Regions from separate parts of the Triticum aestivum genome. Here region 2 is linked to region 1. Evidence: chromatin contacts called from public HiCAR-type data. All regions are on one chromosome and are shown on one strand. Each heading gives the region's core, a stretch centred on a gene start, on an enhancer-like site or on the middle of the called end of the contact. The rest is flanking DNA. Distances are from core to core; before and after follow the strand shown.

Evidence for each region. HiCAR-type assays count read pairs that join an accessible place to other places.
Region 2: a HiCAR-type map of leaf shows a contact between it and region 1, with 6 times the contacts expected there. The contact joins the promoter of LOC123145486 here to the promoter of LOC123145485 in region 1. A contact is called at or near these places in 2 of 5 Hi-C or Micro-C datasets (both in leaf) and 1 of 1 datasets of contacts at active chromatin or transcription factors (leaf).

The regions. Positions count from the first base shown.
Region 1 is chr6D:414,259,330-414,263,091 of IWGSC CS RefSeq v2.1, reverse strand. It overlaps LOC123145485 (RINT1-like protein MAG2), which reads right to left and starts at 1,781. Exons shown (of 4, transcript XM_044564912.1): 1 at 1,364-1,781; 2 at 1,159-1,263. The coding sequence starts at 1,655.
Region 2 is chr6D:414,661,700-414,665,461 of IWGSC CS RefSeq v2.1, reverse strand. LOC123145486 (transcription factor ILI5) reads right to left here and starts at 2,057. Exons shown (of 2, transcript XM_044564913.1): 1 at 1,668-2,057; 2 at 737-1,526. The coding sequence starts at 1,778. The coding sequence ends at 1,371.

The DNA of each region.
Region 1 (3,762 bases), core at 532-3,031:
AAAAAAATCAAACTCCGGATAACACAAATTGAGGAGCGCACTAGTAATCCACTTTCCCCTAGCAGTAGTTTAGTTGTGGTATCAATCCTGTAAAACAGTAACTGGCTGACTGCCTCGGTTAAGGAGATTACTAGCAGTAACGCACCATCTAGCAACCAAATGGGAATTATAAAAATCCTTTAGATCATATTACCGCAAAGTACCGGCCATGGGAAAACAAAAAGATTTTTTTCCCAATTCTAGGAAATTATCAAATTAAATTATCATCTTAATAAGAGAATTAAAAGATTCTGCTAGTAGCCTAGTACCTCCCTGCCATAAGGGTGATTTCACTCATTAATTTGGCATTTCAAATCAAACCCGCTTTTTTTCGGCTTCTTCATTGTCGAAGAACTCGGTGCAATCGTCACAGTGTTATTTTATTTATTTCTCAAGTGTGGTCGTTTTAAAAACTAAACTTCTAGTCCAACCACCACCAAGACTCCTGCACCAACCAAAACACTCCACTGCCTAAGAATTAAGCATGGAAAGAATATTGGCTGCCATAAGGATAGGAAAACATAATGAATGTTCTGGTTTTGACACTCCTGTCAGTGGAAGATCGCTGATAATGCAGTTACAGACAGGACTAATAGCTAACTGTGGCTCGTGAATAAAGAATCAGCAACTAACAATCTAACATGGACACAATAATGAAATGCCCCCACAAATTTCTAGTTAACTACAGGGACAAAAGGCAACCCATAGATCCACATTATCAAAATGAGGCTCACTTACAGGAGCTGCCAGATCCATGCCATAATTGAGGGCCAGAACAGTTATCATCATCCATCCTAGCTGTACTGAGCTAGATCTGTATCAACCAAACTTAACTATTAACCTAACCAAACAGACGATTTGCCACATAAAACCACTCTGCTCCTGCACAGACACTAAGTCCCATCACACCAAACACTCGTACGACATATTAAGCAATGAGCCGCTGGTCTCAACTCTCAACTCTCAACTCATGAATCATAACACATTATGCCTAAACAAACATAACCATCATAAGAGGAAATAGACATCATAGCAAATTGTCAATATAGTGTTTATCATTCGAAATTTAAGCCAGAGCGTGGCACAATGATCTAAAGTGTGATCTTCAGAGATGCTCACCAGCGTAATCTCTAACCATGTCTACTCTCGCCACGTCGGTGGCCAGGGGAGGGAGTTGTTCAAACAGCATCTTCTCGCTCCCAGCCTCCACATCTTCTCTAACCCCTAGAAAAACCCCAAGAAATAGAATTACAGCTTAGCAGCAGCATACGTCAACTAGAGAAGCTCGAAAATCAGTAATTCCATGAGCATTTGCTTAAGATACCCGTCTTGTCGGTGGAGGCCTTGAGGGCGGCGAGGCCACCGCGCACGGCGCAGAGGGCGGAGCCAGCGGCCCCGAGGGAAGAGGAGTACGCGGCGGCCACATCCGCGAGGCGGGCGGACAGTTCGGCGACCGAGGACTCGAGCTCCGCGCAGCGCCCGCGGATCTCGGCCTCGACGTCTGCGGCCGCGGCGAGGTCGGCCGGGGAGCGGAAGCGGACGTCGAGGAAGCGCCGGAGCTCTGGGGTGATGTGCGGGGGACTATGGAGCAGCGGCGACGGAGCCGCCGCTTCCATGGCGCGAACGGGTCCCCCCGGCTTAGGGTTTGGATCGCGGAGAGGAGTCGAGATGGGGGAAGCGGGGAGGAAGACCGGCGAAGGCAATCAGAGTACTGATGCTCCAGGCTGTAGTTTTTGTTTTTCTGAGGAACGGAGAGCTGTAGGTTGTAATCTTGGGCGTCGATTTGAGCGGGCATCGCTATGTCTCGCGTTCAGCGAGTCGAAGCTTCCGACTCGCTGAACCACGCGAGCTTATGGGCCGGCCCAGGTCCCGGGTACTACACTGCCTCGTTTTTCTCTGTTTTTTTTCACGTTTTTATTTCATTTTTTTGTTTCACTTTTTTAATTTTTTTACACTTTCAAATAGTCTAAATATATATATTACAAAAACATAGTTTAAATAATATTTATAAAAATGTTAATCATGCATTTAAAAAAATATTGAAGAAGTATTTATAAAATGTCGAACGAGTATTTGAAAAATCTTGAATAAGTATTTGAAAAAAGGTTGAACAAGTACTTCATTTTTTGATCATGTATATAAAAATGTTCAACAAAATCTGAAAAATATTGAACAAGTATCTAAAAAATGTTGAACAAGTATTTGAAAAACTGTTGACCATGTATATAAAAATATTAAACAAGTATTTGAAAAATGTTAAACAAGTATTGAAAAAATTTAAATTGTATATTAGAAAAATATTGTTGACATATACAAAAAATGTACAATAATAACCAAAAAAAGAAATGAAAAAAACAAGAAAGAAAGTGCAAAAAAGAATGAAAAAATTGAAGAAGAAGAAAGAAAACAAAAAAGGAAAAAGCCTCAAAGAAAACCGGTTTGAAATAGCCTCAAGTATGACACGCACCTACTACTTATCACTAACTTGACTTGGGCGGAGTGGTAGCAGCATCTGCGGATCAAACCTTGGTTCTCCCTTTACCTAATCTATTTTTCTTAATATATGCGTGCGCGAATGGGCCGACCCAATACGAAGCAGGGAGAGGAAAAATCCTCAGCGAGAGCTCCCTCTCGTCTCGCTTAATGCGAGAAATAGACACCACAGATTTGAGCGGGGTAAGTGTTGATGATGAGGTCGATGACGCGAGGTTTGATGGGCTCGGTCGTTGAGACCTAATATGGGTCGTGCCATCGCAACTTGGGACATGTATGCACGATCCACCTGCGTGAACTATATCTCGTGGTTATAGTGAGCTGGAAGAATGTCTCGCGTAGACCATTTTACACTCCTGTTGTTTATTGGACCGACCCAGTTCGATCTTTTTTCTTTCATTCGCTGGCTTTCTCCCTCGCTTGATCGCTACTCTTCGTTGGTTTAGTTCGGTTTTTCTCATTTTGTAGTTTTCTTCTATTGTCTCTTTTTCAATTACTTTGTTTCTTCATGGTTTTCTTCAGTTTTTTGCTTGTCATTTGTTTTTTCATCGGTTTTCTTCATTCCTTTCACGATTGTTACTGATTTTTTTTCTTGGTTTTCACTATTTTTTGCGTTTCTTTCATTGTTCCTTTTCTCCTTTTTATTTGTTACCTTCTCATGTTTCATTTTTTTCATTGGTTTCCTTCGGCTGCCATTTTCTTTTTGTTTCTTGTATTTTAGATTTTATTCTGTTTTGTTGTTTCTTGTCTATTTTTAAGGTGTTTCTTTTTTGTCAACACATATCTATTTTTTCAATACATCACATACATTTGTAGTGTACACGTGAAACATTTTTTGGCAAAAGATTGAATATATTTTAAATATATGATATACATTTTTTTCATAAATGCTTTGAATAGATGAACAATGTTTTTCAAATACACATTGAACATTTTTTATGGCAATAAACTTTTTTTCAAAAACTGAACGACCATTTCTTAAATACATGATACATATTTTTTAAAACATATGTTTTTTATGTCTAAATTTTCCATATACATTTGTAGATTTTTCTATATATTAGAACATTTTTATACACATCTACCATTTTCCAAGTACATGATTGACATTTTTCTAAAACTTATATTATTTGATATCTACTATTTCCATACACATTTGTATATTTTTTTGTTTGACTGGGAATATTTTTAATACATATTTAATATTTTATAAATAAAATGATTACTATT
Region 2 (3,762 bases), core at 808-3,307, 400 kb before region 1:
CAGGCTGCCAAAGTCGAAGATGCCGGATGAGAAGAGAAACAAACGTCGCTTAGGGTCGTGCGCTGGAGTTGGCCTAATTCGTCCAAAGACGGTATGTTAGCCGGATGCTTTTCATCGGCCGGCATTGTAGGGTGGGCGACTTCACCACACCGGTCGTCGTCTCGTCTGGTAGTACGCCGGTGGATATATCGATCGTACAAACATGAATGCGGGGTGCGCGCGCAGAAAGAGAAGGGAGGAGGGTGGTCGACAGCGTCCACGCAGCATTAACAGCGGGCAAAACAAGGCAGTTGACGCGAAGCCTTTCCTGATCCCCTCGTCTATTTTCTTTCAGTAAGTACTGATTAAAGAAAGGACAAACCCAAGTGGAGACACATGCACTGGTGCGGAGACACACAGAGAGAGACCGGGTTTGCACTCTTTTCACACAACGCCGTGCCGTTTCCGTAGCACAAGCAGAGTCACTGGTCGTAGCATCAAAACAGCCGGAGCCACCGCAACCACAAGCGGGCCATTCCATACATGTCAAGTGGTACCACTGGATCTATATGCAAGTATAAATAGCATAGCCTAATCATCGTGTTTTTAACCTGATGAAAGTAAACGCGTTGCTTCACGTGCGTACGTACGGATAGGGCCGATCGAGGGCGAGAGGGCATTAGAGGAAGCAAGCATGAAAGCCCGGCATCATTTGCATATCTTAATACCATACATAAAAAAGAACAGTACGGTACAGTACAGTACACTCCAGTCTAGTATTAATTTGATCTCGTAGTACGTATTCCAACAAAAGTTAAAGCTGGGGTGGTACAACATGACGATGATATTAATTTGCTCTAGGTAGTAGTAGTACCGTAGTAGTGGTCGGTCGGTTGTCTATAGAGGACACAACTCGATCCAATGCCACCAACTAAATTTACAGATCGAGTAGTAGATCAAGAAAGGGACAACAAAAGAGGGGAAGAGGCAGACAGGAGGACGGGGGGAGCTATCTATCCAGCTCCGAGCTAGCGAGGGAAGCACACGGAGGAGACGATCGAAAGATTAGCTCAAGCAGCAGCCAGCGCGCGAGGATAAGCTTTGGCCCAAGGTAGGAACGCTAGCTAAGCTAATGCCCTACGTAGTACAGACGGAGTGAAGCTTAGAGACACGCAGTACATTTTTTGATCTACACGATCAGATCTAGGCAGAAAGGGAGCAGAAAAGAGACATTACATATTTAAATATGTGGAGGACGATATATATACCCTAGCTAAGCAAAGCTCTCGTACGTGTCCGGCTGGCCGGCGGAGAGACCCATGGCGCCGCTGCCGCTTAATTGTCCTGGCGGTTGAGCTCTCGCCGATCGACCGGCCGGCGCTGTGGTACGATCACGAGCGGAGGATGCCGCGGATGATCTCCGCTTCGGCGCTATTGTGGTCCATGGTCGACATGAGGTCCGACAGCCGGTCGCTGAGGTCGTCCACCTCCCGGTGGAGGCTCTTGATGTAGCTGCACGTCTCCTTCAGCAGCTTCGTCGTCGACGCCTGCATTTTCATTTCACTCCCCGTTATTTCGTGCTGGCTTCGTGCAAGTCAAACTCGCACGGACAATGCAACCACCTAGCTAGCTGGCGAGTGGTAGAGTAATGTGCGTGTGCATCGCTGTTGTGAGCTTAAGCAAGTTACCTGGCTGGAGCCGCGGCGGCGAGAGTTGGGGAGCAGAGACTGGAGCTTGGACATGAGCTCGTTGACCTCCTCGTCGGAGATGGCGCCGCGCGACGACCTTCTGCTCGACATCTTCTTCCTAGCCGCTGCTACGTCGCTGGCCGGCCGGGATGAGCAAGCTAGCTAGTGCCGGAGCAAGCAGACTGCAGACTCCCGCCGGCTAACAAAGCTACGGAGTGTGTACGCTCAAAAGGTGCCGGGCGGTTGGCCGGTGAGCGAAGGGAGGCCCTCGCTGACGTCGAGCTGCTCAGGATACTCGCTGGATAACTTCTAGTTGTGCAATCGCTGGAGGAGTGTGTGAGGGAGACAGAAAGGGAGAGGGTGTCTTTATAGGGAGGAGAACGGATTGGGGAACGATGTAGATGCGCGGAGATAATTCGACCCCGGCAAGTAATTATAGCACTAGCTACTGGCGGAGAGCAAAAGTAGGAACGCTAACGGGGTAGCCGGGCCCGCGTGTCTCTCTCCGTCTAATCACTGATGAGCCAGGCCTCCCGGGCCCCACTGTCATCGGCGCGTGGGCCCCACAGGTGGAGAGGCAGCTCGTTGGGCCCTACTTAAATGACCACCCACCACTGGCCATGTGCCCCATGCTGCCTTGCAGGACTGTTCAGTTTTACCGGGAAAGAACCCCTGGCTAGACGTGTTCGCCTCCTCGCCATGCTGACCGATCCAGCAACGTCCAGGAAATCGACAAGATCATTCGTTGCGTTTGAGGTTGTGATTTGATGTTATCCGAAGCGAAAGTCCCTCGGCTCGGTCTCCTGGCTCCGAGCCTTGTTAAGCGTACGTGTATGTACCACGAACTGATGTGTGGACGAATCAAACCCCTGCCAATCGTCGGCATTGCCTAATTAGCCGAGTAGTGCAAATTGAGAGTTTTGATCATGGAGTAACAAGCTTTTCGGAGAAAGAACACGCACCTTGTAAAGCTAAACAGGGACATGGATCGATGACCTCTTCTCTCCACCCTTCCGTCATTGTCGTGAGAACGGACACGGACGCAACTATTGTATTGCACTTGCACACATACGTGCAACACAGCAACTCTCTAATCAGCGGCAAGTCTTTTATTAACTACGTCAATCAACTATATATATCCGCACTATGCACAAGAAAACAAGTCGAGCGCCAGACCCAAAAGATGCCCTGTCCCCGGCGGGCTGCCCGGGACGTGAGAGCGGACGCGTACATGCATGCACATACGCCTTTCATTCTCTTGTCGTGTGCTGTGTGCATGCCAGCACAGTGACACATGACACGCCGCTTTAATTAACTAGTAGTAGTACGTGTTTTATGTGCAGCAAACGTACCTAACACAGGAGATTAGCGCCTGGATTCAGCGCGATGATTGAGGGAGAGTGACGCAACACGTACGCCTACGGTTTTTTATTCATGCATGTACATGTAAACGTCTTATACAGTAGTATAATTATACGTATAATTAGTTAGGAGTTGGTTTGCTGCATGCATGGGGGTGGGCTCAGTTTGGCGGGGTTTACCGAACGGCGGGACGCAAATCTCGGGCGCCCGAAGCGTGGAGCCCCTGCGCCGCTGCCATGTTGGCCATCGAAACCAACCGGGCGGGCTAGCGACCGGACAGCGCGCGCCAACCTTCACGTGACCGTCGCGTGGCGAGCGCGTGCTCGTGTTTAAGGCCGCCGTCCATGTGGCCGATCGGGGCCTGGCCGCCCTGGCTCCGGCCGCGTGACCGTCATGTCACGAGCCTCTCCACCGCTGGACGGCACGACACGAGGGCCCCGTCGTCGATCGGTGGTCTGGTCCGGCCCCGCCTTCCCGTCCGGCCGTCTCCATCGGCCGATCGGCCCGGCCGGCGGATCCCGCGACCCGGGGGGGGAATACGTGCCTGCAGCGCCCGTTGCGAGATCCAGGCGCGCGAACCAGGCACGGCCACGTACGGCGTGCGCGCGCGGCGCGGGGCGGCCGCAGGCCACAGACGGTAGATTAGCTCGGGCCGGGTGGGTGCACAGCTGCCGCTCCCGCTGGTAGCTTGTGGCGGGCAAAAGGGGCGCGCATGTGAGGGGCACGCCGCGGT